Linked DNA regions of Mus musculus: all the other regions are linked to region 2. The links are chromatin contacts, called in public HiChIP or PLAC-seq maps. All regions are on one chromosome and are shown on one strand. The core of a region is the stretch at or near the end of the contact, and the rest is flanking DNA. Distances in the headings are between cores, read along the strand shown. Region 1 holds the start of 2310039H08Rik (RIKEN cDNA 2310039H08 gene). Region 2 holds the start of AI661453 (expressed sequence AI661453). Region 3 has its middle 16 kb from the start of Tbcc.

Evidence for each region. HiChIP or PLAC-seq counts read pairs in DNA pulled down with a chosen protein or histone mark.
Region 1: a contact with region 2 is called in an H3K4me3 HiChIP or PLAC-seq map of bone marrow-derived macrophages, with 4 times the contacts expected there. The contact joins the promoter of 2310039H08Rik here to the promoter of AI661453 in region 2. A contact is called at or near these places in 9 of 39 promoter capture datasets (the 3T3-L1 cell line, the HPC-7 cell line, hematopoietic stem and progenitor cells and 4 more) and 2 of 115 datasets of contacts at active chromatin or transcription factors (bone marrow-derived macrophages and pancreatic cancer cells).
Region 3: a FOXA1 HiChIP or PLAC-seq map of pancreatic cancer cells shows a contact between it and region 2. The contact joins the enhancer-like site here to the promoter of AI661453 in region 2. A contact is called at or near these places in 4 of 39 promoter capture datasets (hippocampal neurons, liver and stem cell-derived epiblast-like cells) and 1 of 115 datasets of contacts at active chromatin or transcription factors (pancreatic cancer cells).

Annotation. Positions count from the first base shown.
Region 1 is chr17:46,770,196-46,774,224 of GRCm38.p6, reverse strand. It overlaps 2310039H08Rik (RIKEN cDNA 2310039H08 gene), which reads right to left and starts at 1,590. Exons shown (of 1, transcript NM_025966.3): 1 at 818-1,590. The coding sequence starts at 1,412. The coding sequence ends at 1,068. Rpl7l1 (ribosomal protein L7-like 1) reads left to right here. Exons shown (of 7, transcript NM_025433.3): 7 at 1-318.
Region 2 is chr17:47,435,207-47,439,192 of GRCm38.p6, reverse strand. It overlaps AI661453 (expressed sequence AI661453), which reads right to left and starts at 2,554. Exons shown (of 5, transcript NM_145489.2): 1 at 2,244-2,554. The coding sequence starts at 2,388. It also overlaps a transcript of 1700001C19Rik not described here.
Region 3 is chr17:46,872,515-46,876,853 of GRCm38.p6, reverse strand. It overlaps a transcript of Bicral not described here. Among named protein-coding and RNA genes, the nearest start is that of Tbcc, 16 kb to the left of the region's middle. Within about 2 kb of position 2,488, at least 116 of the 459 cell types and tissues checked have an H3K27ac peak or open chromatin away from gene starts, as enhancers often do. A contact at or near this core is called in liver and pancreatic cancer cells, where this site is marked.

The DNA.
Region 1 (4,029 bases), core at 341-2,840, 660 kb after region 2:
ACATTCTGGCAGCTAGTATACTGCCATTGGGGCCTATGGAGAAGTAGCCACCGAGCCTATTTAGAAAGAAGGACTGCTGGCAAGCTTGGTGTCACTATGAAGGCAGACAAAGATCGATGTATTAACGACCCCGACTCCAAAAACACTCGAGGGGGCCCAAGGTGGGCTCAGTGGTTAAGAGCCGTTCGCCCAGGGGCTGGAGAGTTGGCTCAGTGGTACCACATGGTGGCTCACAACCATCTGTAATGAGATCTGACGCCCTCTTCTGGTGTATCTGAAGACAGCTACAGTGTACTTACATAAAATAAATAAATCTTTAAAAAGAGCCGTTCGCCCAGTCCCCTGGGCATCTGGCACCGTTTCACAAGTCCTGCGGGGAGGAAAGAATGCTCCCTCAGAAACCCAGGGCTTAATTCCCAACTACTAGTTTCAGCCTTGGAGATGAATCTGGGTAAGGCACCTGCTGCCAAGCCAGAGCTTAACCGGGGGGGGGGGGGGGGGGGGGGGGGTCTGGTGCATGGTGGGAGGAGAAAGCCAACTCCTATGGGGGTACCAACTACCAAACTGCCTCTGCTCGCACTACCTTAGTTGCTCCCAAGAGTCAGGGTTTTTTAAGATTTAGTTATGTGGCCAAGCACACTGACAACAGAAGAGGGCGTCAGATCCCATTAAAATGTGAGTCACCATGTTTGCTGGAAATTGAACCTTGATCCTCTGGAAGAGCACCGAGCCCTCTCTCCAGTCCCCCAACTCCAAGAACCAGGGTTTCTATGTATCACTCTGGGAAGGAACCTTTTCATCAAACCCAAACGACTGCCAAGTTAGAAATGCCTTTTGGATATCGGTTTATCGGTATCATCAGAACAAGCGGGTCCAGGAGGTTGTGCTGTCCTACAGTGACAAGGGAAACTTATTTCCGTTACACAAATGGACTAGGACACAGTATGAAGTTGAAATTTGGCATCCAAAAACAAAATTACTAGGCAACATTGAGTCCCACAGGTGGCAAGTGTCCAGACTCAAGTTTGTGTAGGACCCAGTCATGCCCTCGGGAAACACCTCGAGCATCAGGAAACCCTTGGGCCTCCGTCGAGTTGGGCGGCTGGACTGCCCCGGGATCGCTCCTCGATGGTCGGAGGCTGCGTCCTCGTGTCTAGGGCGATGGTGCAGGGTGAGGCGGCCGAGCCCGCATCTTCCCAGGGCTTGGGCCTCCGAGGGAGCAGAGACGCGGTGGGTTCACCGTGGGTCGCAGTGATGTGGCGTTTCTCCAGGCCCGGGACCTCCTGGCCCTTCTGTACCAGGTGCAGGAGCTCCGCCAGGGTCACCGAGGCAGGAGCTGGCTCGGCAGACGCCAGTGCACCGCTCGGACTGGAGACACCGCCACGCTGGTCCATGTCCTGCCACCAGCTCATCCCCCGGATCCGGCTGTAAGCACTTCCGGGTGGAGTGGGAGCAACCACTTCGTGAAAAGTAGAGGGGAGCTTAGTAACTTAGCCCAGGGTAGACCTTCCAAGACCCGGGCTATTTGTGCAGAAGCTGCAGCCTGGGTTAACCTCCAGCTCTCATTCCACAACATGAGATGTGCTGCGGTGGGTGAGGAGCGGGCGGGGTGGGGTGGGGGAACGAGCCAAAAAGTGAAGTTTTTGCACCCAGTGAGACAAGTGTGAGGAGGCGTGGCTGTACAAAAGCACTTCCCTTTGGCACGTGTAGATGCGGACGCAGGCTGCGCGCTCAGGGCCGGGAGGGTCGTCTTGGTAGTTTGAGTCTCGCGCTACAGTCCAGAGCGTGATTCTGTATGCTTTTCCAAGCAAGCAAGCAAGCGCTCGTCACATTTGTTAATTGTGGTACTAAGGATCAAATCCCTGGTTTTTGTTGTTGTTGTTTGGGTTTGGGTTATGTGTTGTTTGGGATTTGTAGTCAATTTTGGTTTGAGCCAAGGATTCGTCATCTCCCAATGTCTGCTGCGCTACACCTCCCAATGCTGTTCAGATTTCTGTATCAAAGCTATCCTGACAGGATGCAGTGGCTCATGCTTGTAACACCATATGCTCGGGCCATAGAGCCAGCCGAGTTACACACTGAAACATGTAAGTATATAATAAACAGCTTGATCTGGCACAGATCAAGAAATCAGTAAGTAAAGCATACTTTGCATAATGTTAAAAGCACACAGCATGTTTACCCTTCACCGGAAACAACCCCATGAAACCCAAAAAGTGGGTAAGATGGCTCAGCAGGTAGGGCTATTGAATTTTTATCCCCGTTCTCATGTTTTCAAGGTCTCCTGTAGCCAAAGCTGACCTTGAACTTGAACTCACAATATAGTCTGTGTGTGTGTGCGTGCGCGCGCGTATGCACGCGTCTGACTTCGGATCCTTGCCTTCGAAGGGCAGAAGTAGGCAGACCGCCGCATCCAGCTGGCATTTATCTGGGTTTGTGGGCATTCAAATTCTGACCCTCACACCTGCACGGCAGGCACTAACTGCTGACCATTCCCAACCGCGGCTTTGAACTCCTGGCCCTCCACCTCCGCAGTGCTGGGATTACAGGGGTCCATGTCCAGTATGTGCTGGGAATTGAATTGTATTGTATGGTGCCGGGAATGGAGCACAGGAGTTTATATGTATTAGCCAAGCACTCTACTAACTGAGAGCTCTGTCTGCAGCCCCTCTGGCACACTTTTCCTCATGTAATGCTGAACCTCTTAGGGCTTCCTTTCCTTTCCTTTCCTTTCCTTTCCTTTCCTTTCCTTTCCTTTCCTTTCCTTTCCTTTTCTGTTTTGTTTTTCAAGACAGGGTTTCTCTGTGTAGCCCTGGCTGTCCTGGAACTCACTCTGTAGACCAGGCTGGCCTCGAACTCAGAAATCCACCTGCCTCTGCCTCCCAAGTGCTGGAATTAAAGGCGGGTGCCACTACTGCCCGGGCCCCCCTTTAATTTTATTATGTGCATCTATGTCTGTGTACTACATGCATGCAGTACTGCTAAAGGCCAGAAGAGAGCAACTGAACCCTTAGTTCTGCTATCATGTCGGTGTTGGGCTTTGAATTCTCTGGTCTTCTGGAAGGACAGCCAGTGCCTGGAGGCCATTATTGAGGGTCCCCAGTGATCTCTCCTGTAGCCCCTGCAGCTGTCTCTGCATGTTCATCCAACTTCCTGGACCTGACAGAGTCAGTGCAGCAGGCTCCCTGGCCTTCTAGTTTCTGGGCCTGGTCAGGCTGGGAGAGAGTAGCAGGAGGAGAGAAGAGATAGCTTCAACAGATTTCATTCTGTTTCCCCTCCTCAGGGTCTCATCGGCAGCAGTCCCTCCACACAGCCCTCTGGTTTAAGGGTTCTGACACAGCTCCCTTCTCACTCTCTCAGATGCTACGTTGTCTCCTGGGAACTCCCTTGTCCTTGCCCACATCGCTCTCTGCCCATGGGCTCTACTAAATTCTCCTTAGATTTTCCAATGTCGTCGTCTCTTTCTCTCCCGCCCTTCCTCACCAACACTAGAAGTGGTTCCTTCCAGGAGTAGACAGAACAGAGTGTTAGGATTAGCCCTCCCACGCTGTGCAGGGGGACATGCGTGTGACTGGAGGGGACATGCGTGTGACTGGGGATCCCATTCATGTGAGGAGATCGTGGATAGATGTTGTGCCCAGCTCTGCGTGGCCATGTTGCTTGTTTTTATATCTATAGGGAAACACAAGGGTCCTCAACTTCTGACAGAAGGGTAGCTTGGATTGGCACCCTGGCTGGAGGCCGGCATTGAGACATCACCGTGAGATCACCAAGTTCCAGGACCGATTAAAGGCTCAGCCCTTCCTTTCTTATAGGATTTCATTTTGTAGTCCAGGAAGGCCTGGAACTCACCACCCACCTACCTTAGCTGCTTGATTCTGGCATGAGCTCCCACACTTGGACTTCCAGATGTCCGTTGTAAAAATCAGAAAGGTAAGAGTTACTGAGTGGACCTTGAGATGGGTCAGAGATATTACATATCTCTATCTACATATCTATGATATCAATGTAGATAGATAGATGGATAGA
Region 2 (3,986 bases), core at 1,305-3,804:
AGATATTTACATGACAAATCATGACACTAGCAAAATTACAGTCATGTAAGTAGCAACAAAATACTTTTATGGCCGGGGGATCACCCCAACATGAGGAACTGTAAAGAGGGCCCCCGCCTTGAGAGGCACGGCTCTAAGACTCAGTACTGTCCCCACAGAACAGCAAACAATGAGGAGCAAGCACTATCGCTGACACAGAGGGAAGGCTAGCCTACCCACTGCCATCCCAGAATCCCCAACAACCCCAAACCTCCGTAACAAGGAGGTGGGTTTGTCCTGCCTGTGAGCACCCCAAGGGAGCACTGGAGAACACAGGAGAGCCAGGCTGATGTCCACCCCTTCCCAAACCCCAGCCCAGGCACGCACAGCCAAGCTGAGTCAGCTGAAGGCCCAGCCCTGCCCTGGGGACAGGGAGGAACTGTCCCCTAGACTCCTGCCCTGACTAGACTGCTAAGAGCTTACAAGGTATCCTGTCCCTCTTCTCTCTCCAGGCCTGATTCCGACCAACAGTCCGATCATCCAGACAAAATAGGGAGGAAATGTGAAGAGGCTGTTCCGAGACTCTTTGAAGAGAAAGGGGTGGTGGTGGTGGGTGGGGACTGGTTTTTCAGGCATTCACCCCCAAATCCCTTCCTCCAGAGAAAAATCAGAAAGCCTGCTAGAGTCGGGCTCTGCCTGGGTCCAGATGTTGGCTCTCTTGCCAGCAAGACTCTGGGGTACTGGAAATTCTCTCACTTGCTTGCTGGTGACAGCTACATGAGTTAGGTGTCTACTGAAGAGCATCTGTTCCTATGCGCTGGGAAAATCGCAGCTCTACCATTTAAATCTTGCGGTCTTGGACCAGGTCTGTAACATCCCTGTTCTTTGGCGTCCTCATCCAGAAAGCCAATAATAGCATCTTACACTAGACAGAGACTCAGTGAGTCAAAGATCAAACGTTTTAGGAGAGTTTGCACCTAGGAAAGGTGGGTGACAGTTTGCTATTGATGTCTTCCTTCAGGCCAAGGAAGGTGTTGGGGCATCCCAGAGTACACTTAGGGTTCACTTGCCAGCACTGGTATCTTCTTTGCCTAGACACGCCCCCACTTGGTCCTGCTCTCTTCCCCATTACTGAAACCTGTGCTCTGTCAGAGACAGCCTTCCCTCTCCACTCTGAGGCTAGGTTCCCCTCAGAAATGCCTCTTCTCTTTCTCATGCACCTAAAGGCTGTCTTCCAGCAGAGGCCCCCAAAGGGCAGGAGGGCATACTCTTAGTTTTGCTTGCCTGCTGGTGAGAGATCTTTAGGTCAGGGAAAGGTGACATCTTGTTCTTGCCCTGGCCCCCAATGTAATCATTTGGGTGTTGAACAGAACTCCAAGTACCATAAAGGTGATGAGGAAGGCAGGTAAAACTAGGGAGTGATTGGTGACACACCCCTGTCTCCCACTTCAGACACCAGAAGCATGGATCAAAAACAAGAAGTGAGTACCGTTCCCCCATTTTCCCGGGGTTCCCCCCAGTTAAGAGTGTATAAACTGGAGATTGACAAAGAGATAGGAGTGTCCCATAGCCGGAGCTGGGGAAGGGCCAATTTATTTCCAGTAGTTTGCAAAGACACACCACCCTTGATTCAAAGGGTCCGCACTCTCCTCTGTCCCACCTCTGACTCTTCAGTCCGAGACCATAGACAACCCAGATCCAAGAGGACCTGGGCAAGAGCATGTGACACTCAGCCCCCTTCCCTCCCCACCCCCAACCAAACCAAACAAAGCTAATTTGATGTCGCAAATGGCTGGCAATCTGCTAACAGTGGCCTGCTCGCTGACTTTCCTTTCTCAAACAGAACGAACGGCAAGGGCACCTGAGGCAGGCTCTCTCTGCGGGACAGAGGAAGCGGAAAGGACTAGGGACAGACGTCTAGATCTCTGACTCAGAATGCGGATATGTGGTAGGAGACACAGCAAAGACAGCCACACAAACAGAAACCCTACCAAAGGTTATGAAGGGAGACAGGGAACGGCAGGTGAGGGCGGCAAGGATCGGCGGCCTCACTTCAGGGGTTCCCTGCACCTCTCTGACTCGGGCTGCCGCGCCTCCTTCCCCTTCCCAGCATCTCCTCAGCCGGTCCACAGGTTCCAACGTGTCCCTGCCCCAGCCCGCTTTCCCAGCGCCCAAGTGACGCCAGAGCCAGGAGGGAAGAGGCGCCACGGGGAACTCTCCCTTGTTTTTTTTTTTTTTTTTTCCCCCAGCCGGGGTGCACTCACCAAAGTCCCTGGTTCCCTCCTCTTGGGCCTCGTGGGTGAAAATCCAGGGTGGATTGGTGGCGTAGAGGGACGTGGTGGAGGGGTGGGCGTGCTTCTTCCCAAAGAGTTTGCTGAAAGTGCCCTGCATGGTCTGGTTCTTTTTCATGCTGCTGCAGGCCGATCTGTCCCCGAGGGAAGGACCTTCCGTCCCTAGGCCTGTCCTGCTCCAGACTGAACCCCGCAGCGTCTTCCCAGGGGACACTAGCAGGCCATGGTCCCCAGCCGCGCTCCCCGCCCGCGCACCCGGCGACAGGTGGTGCGGGCGCCGCCGCCGCTCGCCTGGAAATGCGAGCTACCTGGACAGGTAAGAGGCTGCCGCCCGGAGCCGGCCCCGCCCCGCCGCCCAACTCCCCGGGCCACATTCCTGCCTCCTTCCACAACAGCCTATTGTTGGCACCGTGCGCTGCGCGGAGGACCTCGCCCGGCCCACGCCCTGCTGGGGAGCAGAGCCGCCCCCTGCCGCGGGTTCCCTACCGGCACGCCCGATCCACCCCCACTTTTTTTTTTTTTTTTTTTTTTTTTCTGGACCAGGAAAAGCCCAAGGCGAGTTCCTTGAGTCTGTGAGCCCTTCCTGAGCAGATCAGGGTGGACAGTTTAGAAATGACTTGCATCCCAGAAAAGTACCTGCCTGGCCAAGCTAGCATGGCCCAGAGCATCCCGTGGGCCCTCTGACATGTGTGAGGGAGACTTCGATGAATACAAATGATGAATACACAGGAAGTTAGAGGCCAGGTAGAGTTAAGAAATTTCTGCACATTTTTTTTCCTTTTTTTTTTTTTTTTGTTGTTGTTGTTGTTGTTGTTGTTGTTGTTGTTGTTGTTTTTTTGTTTTTCCGAGACAGGAGTGCTGGGATTAAAGGCTTGTGCCACCACCGCCCGGCTAATTTCTGTACCATTTTTTGTTTGTTTGTTTGTTCGTTTGTTTTTGGTTTTGTTTTTGTTTTCGAGACAGGGTTCCTCTGTATAGCCCTAGCTGTCCTGGAACTCACTTTGTAGACCAGACTGGCCTCAAACTCAGAAATCTGCCTGCCTCTGCCTCGAAAGTTCTGGGATTAAAGGCGTGTGCCACCATCGCCCGGCTAGTTTCTGTACCATTAGAGAACACAGGAAGAAACTATCCTCATGGTTAGGCCTCCATATATATTAATATACTAATATATTAAATATTTAACATATTCAATATATAATTATTTTATATATTTCATATTGTTTCTTGTTTATTATTTATATTGTGTATATTATTAATATATTAAAGATAATATATTTAATACATTATATAGTGTGTATATTAGAGAGACCCTGCCATATATGTCATATACATACATGTATGTATTATGTATGTATGTATGTATGCATCTATCTATCTATCTATCTATCTATGTATGGCAGGGTCTGTCTATTATGTAGCCATTGCTGTCCTGAAATTTGTAGACCAGGCTGGACTTGAACTTATGACTATCTCAACTCTGTCTCCCAAGTGCTGGGATTAAATGCTCAGACCACCAAGCCCGATCTTAATGTATATTTCATGAAATAAAATTTAGTCTTTGGCAATTTCATACATAAACAATGTGTCTTGAGCATATCATGCAGGCTATCCCTCTCCCACTCTTCCCTCCCATCCCTTTCTCCTCTTCATCATCCCTCCCCGCCCCCCTTTAAATCTACTGGGTCTAGTTAGTGCTGCCTATCAGAAAGTTGACTG
Region 3 (4,339 bases), core at 1,239-3,738, 560 kb after region 2:
GAGATTGCTCATGGGGAAGGGAACTTGCTCTCCAGCTTGGTGGCATGATGTCATTCCCTAGAGCCAGGTAGAGAGAGGCGAGAGCTAGAACCGGTTCCCAGCAGTTGCCCTCTGACCTCCACAGCACACAAAGGCATGCACATGCGCACACAGTGAGTAATTGGTTCGGTGAGAAAGAGGCCGAGCCAGATGTTGTAAGGGCAGGTTGCTTGTTTTTTACTTTTAGTGCCAACACTGTTAGCTGTGTTAGTTCTGTGTTAGCCGGGGTTCTCTAGAGTGACAGACAGGCTTGTCAGGGTTATGGAATGAATATGAGTATCTATATATTTAGAGAGAAGGAAGGAGGGTGGGGATTTATTATAGGCTGTGGTCAAGATGACCACAATGCTGGCAGTTGCCTATGAGTGGAAGGTCTAAGAATGCAGTAGTTATTCAGTCCATGAAGGTGCATGTCTCAGCTAGTCGGTATAGCTGGAATCCTGAGGATGTAGGCTGTAATGCCTGTCTGAATGGGCTTGCTAGGGAGAGCGAGCAGGCAAAGAGAGAGAGCCTCCTTCTTCCATGCCCTTATAATGGCTGCCAGCTGAAAGGGTGGTGCAGATTGAGGGTGGCGTTTCCCACCTTAAAAGATCCGGATTAAAAATGTATCTTCACACCTCAGATGGCTTAAGTAAGGGAAAAAAAAAAATCCGCCGGGCACACGCCTTTAATCCCAGCACTTGGGAAGCAGAGGCAGGCAGATTTCTGAGTTTGAGGCCAGCCTGGTCTACAAAGTGAGTTCCAGGACAGCCAGGGCTACCCAGAGAAACCCGTAAAGCCAAAATAAATAAATAAATAAAAGCCCTCACAGGGGTGCCCAGCCTCTCAGGTTTTAGTTAATTCCAGGTGTAGTCAAGTTGAGAACAACAGCCATCACAACTTCCTTTTGTGTTTAAATTTTTTTATAAAGATCTTTACTTTTATTTATTTATGTAGACTTCTGCGTGCATGTACACCTGTACCTGCAGGCCAGAAGAGGGCGCCAGATCTCATTATAGATGGTTGTGAGCCACCATGTGGTTGCTGGGGATTGAACTCAAGACATGTGGAAGAGCCGCCAATGCTCTTAACCTCTGAGCTCTCTCTCCAGCCCTCATGTTTTAAAATTTTTATCACATTTATTTATTTGTAAGTGTCTGTTGGAGTAGGAGAGCTAAGTCAGTAGAGTGTTTGCTATTGCAAGCATGAAGACGTGAGCTTGCTTTTTAGAACCAATATTTATAATCCACATTTATAATCCCAGCACTGGGAAGGCACGACTAGACCTTGCTGGCCGACTGGCCTAGCCTACTGCAGAGTCCCTGCCTCTGGGAAGTCCCATCTTAAAGAGCAAGGTAGAGAGCCAATGAGAAAGAACACATGAGAGTGTCCTCTAGCCTCTACACACCTGTGAGTACTTACACAATTGGGGCATCCATGCATACAAACACACACACTCAAGCAAGTTCACACACACCTGTATAGTTACAAAATAAAACCCACCCGAGGTACATGGACCCTGAGGAGGAACGCTCAGAGTTCTCTTTTCCCACAATTAGGCCAGGTGGTGGCTCACACTTGAAATCCCAGTATTTTGGAGGCTGAGGCAGGAGGATTACAGCTGGGCAGTGGTGGCGCATGCCTTTAGTCCCAGCACTTGGGAGGCGGAGGCAGGCAGATTTTAGAGTTCTAGGTTAGCCTGGTCTACAGAGTGAGTTCCAGGACAGCCATGGCTACACAGAGAAGCCCTGTCTCAAAAAACAAAAGAAAACAAAAACAAAAAAAAAGAGTTGGAGACCAGCCTGAGCTTACAGAGTGAGACCCCCTATTTTTGTTGTTTGTTTTTATTTTATTTGTGTTTAAAGCAGTTATACGAGGAGGGAACAAGGAGAAGCATGCTAGTTGGGATAATATAAGACTAAGACGTGACTCAATTAAAAACAGTCATTTATGTATCTATTTGCTGTATGTGTGGGGGTTTAACCATCGGAGCAAGCATGTGGAAGTCTGAGGACTACTGTGGAAGTCTCAGGTTGTCTCCCACCTTGTAGGTCCCAGGGATCAAACTCAAGCCTGGTGTAGGCCTGGTGAGCAATCATCTCTCCCCCTAACCATTGTGCTCCCCTTGCCGCCGTTTTTTGGGGGAGGGGTAAAAACAGTAATGTTGAGAGATTCATTCATTGCTTCTCTCAGACTGCCACCCATGAGCCTAAGTGCTTCCTCAGTTGCACACACCCATGCAGGGGAGGACATCTTTGTCTGAACATCCTAAGTCTAGAGAACACTTTGTGAGTGACGCCCTGTTAATGAGGACCAGTCACCAGCCTTTGTAGAGCATCCGCTACCTCCAGCACCAGCCAGGTGCCTTGACAGAACCTAGCGTCAAGAAATGGTGGCTTAGCGTACTGACGCAGGATGCCACAGCTGGCCCCGGGGGAGATGGGAAGGGATAAAAATAGACAAAGCCTGGTCCTCGTCTCCTGGAGGCTGGGAGTCCAGGGATAGACATGACTAATTATGAGTCACTCGAGGTGGTGTGTGTTATCAAGGAAAAGGAAGTTGTTTGGAAGTACAAAGAAGAGAGAAGCAAGGGGAAAGGGCAGGCAGGGGAGCCGCCAGAGGAAGTGAATGTCACGAGAGACGGGGACAGGGACAGAACTGGCCAGGCTCTGCTTCCTAGAATCCTGTGGGCATCCAGGAGTTTCTGGAACATCAGAGTTCCTGGCATTTGGGTGGGTTCGGGATGGGAAGGTGAAGAGAAAGAGTTGGAGCTGGGGGTGGGGGGAGTGGGGGGGTCGGCAGTGCCTGAGAAAGGCTGTTGCCATGGTTCCCTGGAAAAAACAATGGGGCCAAACAGAGGTCAATGGAAATGAAATGGAGATCACCTGAGAATGATCTGTGCTCCAAGACCAAAGTGTGAATCTGTTTTGTATTTTGTTTGTTTGTTTGGTTTTACGAGAGAGGAGTTCTCCCTGTAATAGTCCTAGGTGTACTGGAACTCACTTTGTGGACCAGGCTGGCCTCGAACTTCCAGCACTGGGATCAAAGGCTTGTGCCCCCATGCCTGGCCAGTCTGAACTTGTAAAATAGGCATATACTTACCCAATGTCTGTAGCCAGTGCTGATACCAACCAAAGGCTGGCTCAGAGCGAGGATTTAAGGTGCAAAAGGAGTAGCATGGTCCAGAAGAGCTTTTTACCCAATCCACGGGGTTTCTGCACAGTCCTACAAATAAAGCTGGTCTCCTGTCCGGCAGAGACTGGCTTACCACAGCAGGAGCCTATTCCTTTGACCTGCACTGGAGAGAGGCTGTCGGGCAAGCTTCCATTATCAAAACTGGAATTTGCTGTGTGTGGTAGTTTGAGCCTGTAATTGCAGCACTTGGGAAGTGGAGGCAGGAGGACTTGCCACATGTTCAAGACCAGCCTGGGCTATATAGTGAGACCCTATCTTCATTGAAGAGTAAAAAAATAACTTTAAAAAGTAATGCAAGGCATGAGAGACGGCTCAGCAGTTAAGAGCACTGGCTTCTCTTGTGGAGGACTGGGTCAGTTCCCAGCACCCACATGGTGGCTCACAGTGCGCTGTAACTCCAGTTCCAGGGGATCTGACACTCTTCTAGCCTCCTCCAGTGCTAGGCTTCTACGCAGTACACATCCCTATATATATGCAAGCCAAATGCTCATGAGATAAAAATAAATGCTACGAAGTGCAGGTCGGATGCACGAATGTAAAGCAGGCGGGCCTCAGAGCCTAGACTATCACTGGGCAATCTCTTCCCCCCTCTTCCTCACTCAGTGGAAATCTGCCTCTCTCTGCGTGCACTTACCTCTGCTCTGAAATGTTAGCTTTGACCTTTGTCTTGTGTGCATGTGGTGACCAGAGGTCACCATCTGGTGGCCTCTGCAGTCGCTTTCCACCTTTTTTTCTCCCTCCCCCCCCTTTTTTTTATTCTTTTTGAGATGGGCTTTCTCTGTGCAACCCCTGCCTGTCCTGAAATTCACTCTGTAGACCAGACTGGCCTAGAACTCAGAGACCTGCCTACCTCTGCCTCCTGAGTGCTGGGATCAAAGGTATGTGCCACCACCACCCAGCCACTTTTTGTTGCCGTTGTTTGAAAATATCTCATTTTGGGTGATGTGTAATGTGTTGGGGGGTCAGTGCATGTGTTTGCAAGTGTGTGCAGGTACCCAAGGAAACTGGAGGCACTGGATGTAACAGAGCCGTTGGTACAGATGGTTGTGAACCACCCAGTGTGCATGCTGGGAACAGAACTAGTCCTCTACCAGAGTATTCCACCATCGTCTGTCTGTCTGTCATG